Linked DNA regions of Sus scrofa: regions 2 and 3 are each linked to region 1. A link is a contact called in public HiChIP or PLAC-seq data. All regions are on one chromosome and are shown on one strand. The core of a region is the stretch at or near the end of the contact, and the rest is flanking DNA. Distances in the headings are between cores, read along the strand shown. Region 1 overlaps CHST3 (carbohydrate sulfotransferase 3). Region 2 has its middle 32 kb from the start of DNAJB12. Region 3 has its middle 21 kb from the start of DDIT4.

The links. HiChIP or PLAC-seq counts read pairs in DNA pulled down with a chosen protein or histone mark.
Region 2: an H3K27ac HiChIP or PLAC-seq map of alveolar macrophages shows a contact between it and region 1. The contact joins two enhancer-like sites. A contact is called at or near these places in 2 of 2 datasets of contacts at active chromatin or transcription factors (alveolar macrophages and skeletal muscle).
Region 3: an H3K27ac HiChIP or PLAC-seq map of alveolar macrophages shows a contact between it and region 1. The contact joins two enhancer-like sites. A contact is called at or near these places in 2 of 2 datasets of contacts at active chromatin or transcription factors (alveolar macrophages and skeletal muscle).

The regions. Positions count from the first base shown.
Region 1 is chr14:74,876,559-74,880,681 of Sscrofa11.1, forward strand. The region is part of intron 1 of CHST3 (carbohydrate sulfotransferase 3); the gene reads left to right. Among named protein-coding and RNA genes, the nearest start is that of CHST3, 28 kb to the left of the region's middle. Within about 2 kb of position 2,378, at least 54 of the 83 cell types and tissues checked have an H3K27ac peak or open chromatin away from gene starts, as enhancers often do. A contact at or near this core is called in alveolar macrophages and skeletal muscle, where this site is marked.
Region 2 is chr14:75,156,385-75,160,507 of Sscrofa11.1, forward strand. No RefSeq gene overlaps it. Among named protein-coding and RNA genes, the nearest start is that of DNAJB12, 32 kb to the right of the region's middle. Within about 2 kb of position 2,462, at least 51 of the 83 cell types and tissues checked have an H3K27ac peak or open chromatin away from gene starts, as enhancers often do. A contact at or near this core is called in alveolar macrophages and skeletal muscle, where this site is marked.
Region 3 is chr14:75,136,717-75,140,839 of Sscrofa11.1, forward strand. No RefSeq gene overlaps it. Among named protein-coding and RNA genes, the nearest start is that of DDIT4, 21 kb to the left of the region's middle. Within about 2 kb of position 1,810, at least 22 of the 83 cell types and tissues checked have an H3K27ac peak or open chromatin away from gene starts, as enhancers often do. A contact at or near this core is called in alveolar macrophages, where this site is marked.

The sequences.
Region 1 (4,123 bases), core at 1,128-3,627:
TGGAGGTTCTCAGGCTAGGGGTCGAATCAGAGCTGGAGCTGCTGGCCTACACCAGAGCCACAGCAACGTGGGATCCAAGCCGTGTCTGCGACCTACACCACAGCTCACGGCAAGGCCGGATCCTTAACCCACTGCATGAGGCCAGGGATCGAACCTGAAACCTCATGGATCCTAGTCTGGTTTGTTAACTACTGAGCCACGAAGGGAACTCCAACTCCAGAACTTTTTTATCTTCTCAGACTGACACTGTATCCTCATTAAACACTAATTCCTCATGTCCTCGTCCCCCCAGGGCCTGGCAACTGCCCTTCTACTTCTTGTCTCTATGAATTTGGCTTTTCTAGGTACCTCATGTAAGGGGAATCATACAGGATCTGTCCTTTAGCGTCTGGCTCATTTCACTTCATGAGCATAATGTCGTCCATACTGGGCACGACACAGGTACCACCTTAAGGTCCCATGTGTCTATTCTTCCTCTTCTCCACTTGGCCTCTGCTTGCTCCGGCCGCCTCCTCTCTCCTGGACCAACACAGAAGGGACACCCTGGTCTCCCAGCCTCTGGTCCTGCCTTCTTCCAGTATGTTTTCCACACCACTTCTAAAGCAATCCTCCGTTTCGCTTTTTAAGTTTCAGATTAGATTTTAAAACTTACTAACTAAAGTGGTACATATGCATGACCATTAAAAATGTAAAGAATATGGAGTTCCCATCATGGCTCAGTGGAAACAAATCTGACTAGGATCCATGAGGACGCAGGTTCGATTCCTGGGCTCGCTCAGTGGGTTAAGGATCCAGCATTGGCCGTGAGCTGTAGTGTAGGTCGCAGATGTGGCTCGGATCCCATGTTGCTGTGGCTGTGGTGTAGGCCAGCAGCTGTAGCTCCAATTCGACCCCTAGCCTGGGAACCTCCATATGCCGTGGGTGCGGCCCTAAAAAGACAAAAAAAAAAAAAAAAAAGAAATTTAAAGAATACAACAAATTCAGTTTTTGAAGTCGTGCATCAACATTTTTAACTCCTGCATGGCTTGCTTTCACTGTGCCGGTGCACTGCAATTACTCAGCCAGCCCCATCTGCTGAGACACTCAAGTTACTTCTCACACGTTCACTCTCTAGGGCAGGGTGCCCATCCTTGGCCATGAGTCTTGGCCCATGTCCAGGTTGGTTCCAAACAAGCTAGCACACTCCTCACCAGGCCTCCCAGCTGCATGGCTGCGGGCATCTTGGAGCCAAGCTCTGCTGTAGCTCCTGACTGGACAAGGATAGCAAAGCCCAGAGCAGTGGGTTTGCTCTGACCTGGCTCAGGGCCCAGGGTTCAGTGGAGAAGTGTGGGAAGTACCTTCACTGATAGGGAGGCCTGGGACTGTTCTCTAGGGCCCCTTAGCCATGCAGCTGTTAGCACTGGGATTTGCACAGCTCGGCAGGCCCTGGTGAAGTGACTGTATCAAATGGGGGTTAAGAGTGTGCTCTCTTGTGTCCCTGCACAGCAGGGCTGAAGGGCAGCAGGGTCTGTCCTGGCCAGGGCTGGTTCCCCGGGAGTCTGTGGAAGCCCCCACCCCACCCCACCTGGCTGGCCTTCAGCCCTATGGTCCACGTTATGGCTCTGATCCAGGCTTCTCACAAGGTCTTGGATGTCCACTGCCACTCAGGGGACACACACCTCCACCTTTGGAGGCATCTGCTCTGGCTCTGTCTTGGCTGAGGTTGGATGTCTGAGATGGTTTGTTCTTGGGAGAGGAAGCTGGAGCCCTGGGATGTGAGGGGCTTGAGGAGGAATGACAGCCCTGGCTGCCCCGGGGGAGCATCCATCAGCCAGGCCTTCCTCCCCTTCCTTGCTCTCTCCCTCCTTCTCTTCTTCCTTCCCTTGCTGGTTCGCCCAGCAACTCTTGGGCTTTTACTCTCCTGTCGAACACTAAGCTCGACAGCTCAAGCCATCTCTGGAAGTCCCTACGTGCAACAACCTCGCCTGGACAGTCCCCTGGATGGACGCCACATCCCCCAAGCAGAGATCACATCTATGAGCATGTGGGCTCTTCTCCCTGTCTGTCCTCTGTCTCCACTCTAGGGGATCCAGAGACGACTCACAGAAATACACACACACCCCAAGGTCTCCCTTCCCAGATATTTGGTGACACAGCATGGTTGGGACAGCCTCCCGGCCCCTGAGGGCTGCTACTATAAGTTGGTCCAGAATTTTCCTCCAGGGGCCTTGCTTCACTGCTCCCATCTCTGCCCAGGGAGCTGCTTCCACCTCTCTTGGTCTCCCTCAGCCCAGGCGGCTCCTCCTCCCGCCTGGTGAAAGGGCTCCCTGGAGAGGGAGCAGGGCCTGCCATAGCTGAGGCCCCAATCCCTGCTGTGCTCTTGGCCCTGAGCAGCGAGGGGAGTGGAGCTTTGCTGCCTGATGCAACGTCTGGCAGGGCCTGTCCCTTATCAGAGCTCCATTCACAGCAGACTCTCGGACCCCACCTCCCCCAGGCGAGGGAGGGACAGGGATGGGCTGCCGTCCATCCGGGGCCTCAGTGGAAGGCCCGGGGAGCCTGGCTGGGAGCCATCCGAGGAGAAAACTCTTCTCTCGTGAGGGCCCCTCGCCAGGTCACGAGGGAGGCCTGAGCAGAAAGGGCCCCAAGGGGAGAGCAGGCCGGGGAATAGAGCTGAGGGTCTCAGGTCACGGCCTGCTTTCTTTCCAGTGCTCCCCCACTGAGACTGCCTGGGATCCTTGGCTGTTTTCCACCCTCCCCATTATTAGCTCATGGCCGGAGAGGCTGGAAACCGAAAGCCACAAGGCTGGTTTCTTTATCCTCAAAAAGGCATCCCCAACTGCTATCATTCAAGAGACTGGTGTATGTGAAGCTCTAAGCATGAAGATGTGCCCAGAGTACACACGCATAGCGCACACCCGTAGACTATACCCAGAGCAGCCACTCGGCTCATGCGTGTGGGACACACTCAGGGCAGCGCACACCCGCCTCATGGGGTCACAGCGCACACACGTGGTTCATTAGGGAACAATGGCTTTTTCTTCTTCCTCTTTATATTTTCCATCAACTTAGAATGATTAAGCACCTCACACGGGGCTAAATGCTTTGGAAAAGGCATTCGTCTGTTTACTCTACAGGTATTATGGGGCACCTCCTCTGCCCGGGGCATAGGGAGCAGGGCGCTGGGACCCTGGGTGCTGAGGGTACAAAGACGGAGCAGACATGGAGCTCTCCTCTGAGGGAGCTCAGATTCCAGGGCCTGAACTAGGCAGTAAACAAGAATGTTTCCACCCAGGTAGGAAATTAAGCAGGATGCTGAGAGGGAAGGTGATGGAAAGAGGTCAGTGATCAGAGAATGACTCCAGAGGAGGGGACAGCTGAGTACTGAGTGTAACTGGGCCCAGGGCAGCTGCCCTGGCAGCTGCATCCAGGCGGAGCTGGGTTGGCAAGTACCCCTGGTCTTCTTCACCATTGACCCTGGTGCCTCCACTGGCATCCCAGTAAGGACACCACTTTTTCCTTAGGCTGTCACATTACTGCTGGCTGCTGGGGGGAGGAAAGTTATGGACTAGTTCCCTGGGAGACAGCATCCAGCAAGAAAAGGAAGAGATTTTTCATTCTTCCCATGAGCTAAACAAGGAAGGCACTACGGATTTGGGGAGAGAGGTAGCACAAAGGTTTGTCCAGTGTCGCAGATGTCACAGACCCACTTCTTGCAAAGGGCCTCCTATAGGCCAGGTTCCACCTGAGTGACCATCATCCCAGCCCTGTCCTCCTCCCTCATGACCCTGTGACCTCCTGGCATCTGTGACCCTCTGCTCTCTCCTGGGTCTGGGGACTTCTAAACCTCCCTTTCCTGCCTGCCCCCTCTCCTGCTGGCCTCTCAAAGCTAACCCTAGCGGCAGCCTGCCTGGGCTGGGGCAGAGGAGCCAAGAGTCTCCCTGGGGTTTCATTCAGAGGGAGTTTTCACCCTTGCTTCTTCCTTTTAGGGCAATGCCAGGAAGGTTCACAGGAACCCTGTATTATGGGGGGGGGGGGGAGAAACTGGGACAGCAACTCAAAAATAGAAACAATGCCTGGAAGGGAGGGGAGGAGAAGGTTCAGGAGCTTTGTCATCGTGACAACCAAACTTCTAAGTCTTACCAAA
Region 2 (4,123 bases), core at 1,212-3,711, 280 kb after region 1:
GCATCCTGCTTCTCGGGCGTATTTAGGTTGACTATGCTGTCTTGATATTTTCTTATGTTTACAGACATATTTATGCCTTTATCTATATACATGTTCCTGACCCCTGATATTTCTAATTAGCACTTTATGGCTCAGTGCTTCATGAACCGGACTAGGATCCATGAGGATGCGGGTTTGATCCCTGGCCTCGCTCGATGGGTTAAAGATCCGGCGTTGCTGTGAGCTATGGTGTAGGTTGCAGACACGGCTTGGATCCTGCGTGCCTGTGGCTGTGGTGTAGGCTGGTGGCTACAGCTCTGATTCAATCCCTAGCCTGGAAACCTCCATATGCCACGGATACAGCTCTAAAAAAAAGGAGAAAAAAAAAAAAAGAAAAGAAAGGGATTGCCTTCCTATCCTCACTTCTCAAGTCATCTTCCATCTGGGTATATATGGATCTAACAGCTGCAGAGTATCCCACTGGATGGCTGTTGTATCATTTACAATAGCAGTCCTCTGCTGGTGGACACTTAGGCTGTGCTCAATGTTTTTGCTAATCAATCACATCCTTTTTTTTTTTTTGACCCCCTGTGTGCAATGGCCTGATGTGGGAACTCAGTTCCCAGATGACCAGGGATTGAACCTGGGCCACAGCAATGAAAGCACCAAATCCCAACTATTAGACCATAAGGGACCTCCCTTTTCTTCCCTTCCATGAATATTTACTAAACTCTTACTATGTGCCAGGCACTTTGGTTAAGTGATGGGGTGGAGACAAAAAAAAAAAAAAAAAAAAAAAAAGGACATGGTATCTCCCTCACAGCCCTTTCAGTCCAGTGGAGAGCCAGACTTCTAATCCCAAAATGCAAAAGGGCTAAGGAGGGAGGGAAGAAGAAGCTCTGAGAGAATAACAGAGCCCCTGCTTTACTGGATATTTGGGAAAGACCTCTCTGCTGGGATGGTGACATTTCAAGGGAGATCTGTATGAGAGGGAACCAACCATATGCAGAGTGTAGGGAAGAGCATTCTGGGCAGAGGGATCAGCATATGCAAGGGCAGAGATGTATCAACACTGTGTGTAGTATATTTGGGGAAGTGTGAGATTCCTCCTAAGGCTACAGTGTGGGGGTGTAGATGGGGTGAGGCTAAACAGGTTGGTTGGAAGCCATGTGAGGAAGCCTTGAACACCAAACCAAGGAATTTGAACTTGACTCTATAAGTAACAGCAAGCTACTTCTGTCACTGAGTCTAGACACAGAATACTGCAGACCCTGGCCTGGATAGATCCAGCAGAATATTAACAGTCCAGAGGAAATCTCTGCTTCAAATGGAAGTTTCCTTTTCCTGCTTGCTAGGAGTTCAAAGTCTGTCCTGAGCTTTAGGGCCAGGGGGATTACCTTATTACTGAGTTGTCCCAGAAATGGGGCCTAGAGAAATCAAGGGATTTGCCCAAGTGAAACAGCAAACCCATACGAAAGGCCCCCTAAAGCCCCAGATGCTAGCCTTCAGCTCCAGCCCCAAGCAGTGGCCCCTTGACCCTGGCACTCTTCTTGGCAGCCACTCAAAACCAAGAGGAGGGTGAGGAAATGATATTTTTTTGGTCATTTTAGGGCTCCACCTGTGGACATGGAGGTTCCCAGACTAGAGGTCTAATTGGAGATATGGCTGTCAGCCTATGCCACAGCCACACCATCATAGGACCCAAGCCTCCTCTGGGACCTACACCACAGCTCATGGCAACACTGTATCCTTAACCCCCTGAGGGAGGCCAGGGATAGAACCTGTGTCCTCCTGGATGCTAGTCGGATTCCTTTCTGCTGGGCCACGATGGGAACTCCAGGAAATGCATTTTAAAGAGAATCTGTGAAGCACCCATGAGTGTCAGGCACTGTGCCTGGCTTTGGCAGGTAGAGACCAGTAAGGCCAGCCTGGAGGGTGCCCACAGCCCCAGAGGACTGCATGAGTCCCCAGTCATCTTCCCTCTTTTCACTCCAGAAATCCTCCCTGCCCCCCAGAAAAGCTGCTGAAAAATCGTGCGTAGCAAAGCAGCCAGGGGTTTCCTGCCTTGCTGAGCCGGTTTACTCAATTTCCCTCATTTGTCCGCTGAGAACAGACAGAGCAAAGGGCAGCCATCAAAGGTGTCTGGGACGAGGCTCCGACAGCTGCCGGGTGAACGTGCCGCTAGGGACTCAGTCTGGCGCGGTCTGGGCTGGCGGGGGACAAGTCCGGGGACAGTCCCGGAGAGCCCCTCCCGCCGGGCGCGGGAGGTGTGCCGTCTGCGCCACGTGCAGGAGGGCACAAGCGGCTGAGTCCGGATGGAGCAATCGCCGGCCGGCAACGTGCTGCTGGGCCCGTCCGGGCGGGGGTGGGGTGAGGGGAGGGTGCTGGCGGGACCCGCCCGCAGTCCTTACCCACCTCCGGCTTTCCCGCTCTCCCCGGGCCCCTGTGCTGGGCTGGAGGGAGGGCCCTGCGTTGGAGGCTCGCTGCGCGTGCACTGGCTCGGTCCAGGACTGAGCGCACACAGGTGGGCGTGCGCAGGCGCACGGCCCGGACAAGCTTGCTCAAATCCCCCCTGCCTCCCCGGATGCTCTGGCTCTTTAGCCCCAGGCGATTGGCCTTGCGTTGGTCGCTCCACCCCGGCTCAGTGCTGACAGACATACAGGTTTCCTGGTGCCAGTCCTTGGGCACACCTGGGCAGCTCCACGTGGGCGCCACACGCGCCGGGCCCATCTGACCCAATGGATTTGGATGCTCTTCTAAGTCAGTCCCTGGAATTGTTGGGTCATGCCTGTTGGAACAAATGCCAGTGTCCTTGGGGAAGTTGTTTGACCTCTCTGAGCCTGAGATAAGTCATCTGTCCAATGGGGATGATGGTAGTGCATACCAACCTCATTGGGTTGTCGCGGGAATTAAATAAGGCAGTGGCTGGCTATAAAGTGTTAAGCCCCAGTGGTCATTAGGACTCACTCAATAATAGATAACCATGATGTGTTTTTTCGCTGTTGTTTTTTGTTTGTTTGTTTGTTTGTTTTTTTGGCCACACCTGAGGCATGTGGAAATTCCCTGGCCAGGGAGTGAACCCGTGCTACAGCAGTGATAACTCTGTATCCTTAACCTGCTGAGCCACCAGGAAACTCCTTGATGATTTTTATAGAGGGGAAAACTGAGCTATAATCCCCAGCTGGGCTCAGGGAGTCTGACAGGGGCAAGACTGGGCTTCTGGGTTTTGTTTCCTAATCACAGTCATCTTTTCTGCAGTATCACCCCTCATCTCTTCACCCAGGGCCTGCAACATTCATCCATTCATTTAACACAAATCTCTTGATATTTGTGCATACTGTAAAGCATTAAAAACTCTTTAACGGAGTGTGTGACACCCCAGACCCTGTCAGCTACACCTGTGACCTCCCAGCCTGGACTGCTGCCAGCTCTGGCCCCTGACTCATTGGAGTAAGTCACTTCCTGCCTCAGTCTCTCCATCTGTAGTGTTGGGATAAGAGGCCACCTCCCTCCAGTCTCTTGGGACCGGCAGAGGATGACTCAGATAACGGTGGGGAAAGCCCACAGAAGCAGAAAGAGCCTTTTACTGGAGCCAGCGCCTGCTGACTGATGCAAGGTTTGGGTTTTACGTGCAATTCAGCAAGTGGGAACGGGGATGGTTCGTTTAAAGTGTGAGGAGCAGAGGAAGTCCTACCCCTCCCCTCACGGCAGACAGCTGGGGATGTGGGGACAGAGTCTCAGCCTAAGAGTCCAAGGGGCCTGGTGCTAGGTCCAGGCTCTGCTTCCCCCAGCAAATGTGGCTGCCAAAGGTTCATGATGCCTTTGATCCATCTGCCTTTTCTGTCAAGTGAGAGTCGTGGCATTTCCCTCACTGGGCTGTTAGAAGGAGTAAAGACGGTAACCCTGAGAGGGGGCCTAGCACCTTCTGTTTCTACATGGGGACTCAGCATGAGGGAGGGGAGATGGGAAGAAGGCGACCCCCCGCCAAAGGCGTGGCATATTCTAGTCACCCCAGGCTAGTGTCCAAGGACCCTCTCCCTGGAGAGTCAGAGATCAGTGTATTTTCAACCAACTCTAGATAAAACAGACCCCCCTGCTTACACCCCAGGAGGCACAATGACTTTGAACTCAAGAGTGTGTCCAA
Region 3 (4,123 bases), core at 560-3,059, 260 kb after region 1:
TTTTTAAAAGTCAAGTCGGTATACAGGAGGTAAAGCAGGGCCTGCCTAGGGCCTCTGAAATCACAGGTGCTGTCTGCGACACAAATCCTGCTGCGTCCCAGAGAAGGACCACACAGAGGGGAAGGGAGGACACAGTCCCAGTCCCTGAGGAACCTCTCCTCTACTTGGAGAAACAGGAAACAACTAGACCCTAGGACGGTGTCTAACTCAGGCTGTGCTCAGTGGGTACCTCTCGCTGTGGAGTGCCTTCCGAGGCATGGTGGGCAACAGCCCAGGCCCAGCTATCAGAAAAGCTCTAGGAGTTCCTGTTGCGGTTCTGTGATAACGAACCCGAATAGTATGCATGAGGACATGGGTTCGATCCCTGGCCTTGCTCAGTGGGTTAAGGATCTGGCATCGCTGTGGCTCTGATGTAGGCCGGCAGCAGCAGCTCTGATTTGACCCCTAGCCTGGGAACTTCCATGTGCCATGGGTGCGGCCCTAAAAAAAGCCAAAGGAAAAAGGAAAGCTCCAGAGGCCCTCTAGGGAAAAACAAGAGCCAGACCAGAGGTGGGGCTGAGCACCAGATATGATGAGGGCTGATCTGGGACTAGTGAGGACAGGGTGGGTGGGGTGGGCTCTGTCCCAGGATGTGGGCCACATCTGTTTTCTCTACTAGGACCTGAGCACTAGGCTGGCACCCGTAGTAGAGGAGTTCTGGACACGGGTTCTGGATTCAGACTGCCAGGGCTCAATCCAGGCTCTCCTTTTTTCACCTCTGTGACCTTGTGACCCCAGCAAGGAGGACACAGGTAAAGTTAGCTACTGGCACCCTTTCCCCATCTCTTCTGGTCCTTCTTTGCAGGCAGGACCTCCCTCCTTCCTCTTCAGTCCATTGGAACAGGTGAGGCTGCAGGCACAGGGCCAGTGACCAGACTCGCCAGTCAGCACCGAAATCTTCCTGGGCAGTGCCTTTTATCAGTGTTGTCAGATGACACCCCACCCCCTACTCCACAACTGTCTAATGAGTGTAAATCCTGTGACTTGTGTCACAATTACCAAGAAGAGATTCCTTTTCTACTGAACTAGAATGTGGGATGATAGGAATCCAGAGCTGCAGAAGACCCCTCGTGGCAGAGTGGAAAGATTCAGCTTTTATGATATTTTTGAGCCCCCAGATCAAGCCATTCCTGGATTTTCAGTTTCCAGAGCCAGTGTATTCTCTTCTTGGTTATAAGCCAGTTTGAGTCAGGTTTTCTGTCATTTGCATCAGAAAGAATCTGAAATGCACATGGTAAACTTTCTTAACCTCTCTTTTCCTCATCTATAAAAAGGGGATGCCAGTAATAGCATTTTTTTTTTTTTTTTTTTTTTCAGGAGAAAGGAAGAGTTGTTCTGGGATGATTAAAAGGGTTGATCAGGGTCTGACACTTAACATAAAGCCTGACTTATGTTAGGCATTCAAAAAGCATCAACTTTTAGGTGTTCCATAGGTGTTTGTTAATCTGGCCCCAGGAAGTGATTTGCAAAGGCATCTGGGAAAAAGCTTCTTCCTGTAAGTTTGAGGGGTCCCAGGAAAACTGGGGGGAAGAGATGGCGGGGACACTCTGCAGGGAGGATTGCCTTATCCATCCAGGTCACAAGTGGTGCCCAGAAAGGCTCTAGCGGGTGTCATGATTATTTTTCCTAGTCCTCACGATCTAATCAAGCCCATTTTACAGATGAAGAACATTAGGTCCAATCTAACGCTAACTCCAGCGCCCCCTCTGCTGGCTCAGTGCCCACTCAGCCCCTCCCCTGGAGGACAGCAGTGCTGTCCCCTGTGGTGGGGCTGCTTCCTGCCAGATCTCAACCCCAACTAGGCTAAATTAAATCAAGGGCTTCTATTAGTAATCCTAGGCGGGTTTGAAAAGGCAAAAAGGAGTTCTAAACATTCCCTCCTCCCCTGGGGGCGGCTCTATCTGCAACCTGCTGTCTCCTGCACAGAGAGCTTCCCGGAGAAGTGTCGGTTTCCCCTTTCTCATCTCACGTAGTGAAGGCACAGTCACCAGTCAACTGTGGTTTCCCCCAGAAAGAGCCTGACGCAGTTTTGCTTAAGGAAACCACGCAAGCCTCCTTCCGGACCGGCCAGGATGCCTGGGGGTGGGGGTGGGACCGGCACCTCCCACTTCCCTCCAGATAACCGCCAGCCGGGCCAGATCATTTTCTCTGTCTGGGAATTGAGCTCACCTTAGGCTTTCCCCACGTAGCCTCCTGAACCTCAGTCTTCTCATCTGTCAAATGGCACCCACCTGTTTCAGGGGCGCTCTGAGGGCATGACATGGGAAAAACTTCTAGGGTCCTTAACCCAAGATGGGCACAAAGTCATGAGGGTTCAGTCCCTCTCCTCAAGCAGAGAGAAAGGCACGGGCGTGCCTGCAAGGGCAGAGAGAGGATTTGAACTTGGGTCTTTTGTGACTCTAAGCCCAGACCTCTACCTCCAGGAACTTCTGCCTCTTTGCTAGGGAACCCCTCCCCACCCGCTTTCCTAAAACTTTTCCTTCCGCCGCAGCCTCCTCCCCTGCACAGCCTCTGCCTGGCAGCCCTCGGGGACCTCCCAGCCGCAGCCCGATGGAGCCAGACCTCACTGGCCTGAATTGCTGGAAAGAAAAATTGTTTCCTTCCCCGTCCATTCACCCAGCTCGGCGTCTATCCAGCTCTGCCCAAGGAAACATCCAGCAAGGTGCCCCCCGACTCCCACTCCTACCCACCACCGACTCTTGGACACAACTCCACTGTAGCCAGGATGGCCATGAGAAGTGGGACCTTGTGCCCATGGGTCTCCCTGCTGGATGGGAAGCGAGACAAGTTATTCTCTCCACTCCCCTAGCAGGGTCTCACTCAGTTTGCCTCTGGATGGTGCCTTCTGTGGCCGAGGCGGGATGTTGATCTTAGTGGCCAAGGAAGAGGCTCATGGGGGTGCTTTTAGTTGTCATGGCAACGGGGAGCTGTGTCTTGCTTCCCCCATTGCAGGGAGCCCGCTCTTCCAAGGACCAGCCGGGTCCTGCTCTGTGGCCCCAGTACTACCTCAGGATGGAGTTGGGGGGGGGTGTCAAAGTTGAGGGACAATTAGGACCCAAAGCTTTGACAGATGCTACCAGTGTAGATGAACGCCATGTGCACAGCATTGATGAGGGAAGGCTGCCTGGAGGTGGGGTACCATGCAAAGGGTTCTGCTAGAAGGGACCACAGATACCCAATGGAGTGGCTGTAGCACTGCGGGCACAGAGCACGGGGCTGGGCAAGTGCAGGTAGGGATGAGTAGGCTAGGTACTTAGCAGGTTAGGGCTTCCAAGCCCAGGCTCACCCAGGGCACCAAGATGAGCTGAATTGTGGGTGTCAATCCTAGCTAGGCAGGAAGAGAGAAGGGTCACCAAGGCCATTCCCTTGCCTCCAGGCAGCCTGCACTCTGTCTTCAGTATAGTTATGTCCGGTCTTGGGCATTCATTAACCTCATACTCTTCCCAGGAAAGAGGAAGGTAACCAGGTTCATCGTCCCCATTTCATAGATGAGAAAACTGATGCCTGCCTGGTAAACTATCTCACCTCTGGGCCCTGAGGCCTGGCGTGGCACCCAAGCAGGACTCTCCAGGCCTTTAATTCCCTGTCATGGTGGTTGTTCAAGGAAGCCCCAAGCCATAGTTCTGATGCTGTCCACCCTTGCTGATGATGTAGAGATGCTAGGGCCACCTGAACCCCATATTTAACGAAGTAGGTGAGCCAGGACAGGGGACCCTGCTGCCTCTGATGGCTCTGGACAGGGGTGCAGGAAGACGCCCTCCGTGGTCTCTCTAAGAGGGAGTCCAGGATCGAGCCACACTCTTGGTCTCAAGAAGCCCACGGTCTAGAATATACATTTGAGCAGCCACTAAGGAAAATACTATAGAGGTTCCTCAAAAGATGAAAAATAGGGAGTTCCCATTGTGGCTCAGTGGAAACAAACCTGACTAGCATCCATGAGGATGAGGGTTCGATCCCTGGCCTCACTCAGTGGGTTAAGGATCTGGCGCTGCTGTGAGCTGTGGTGTAGGTCACAGACATGACTTGGATCCCGAGTTGCTGTGGCTGTAGTGCAGGATGGCAGCTGTAGCTCCGATTTGACCCC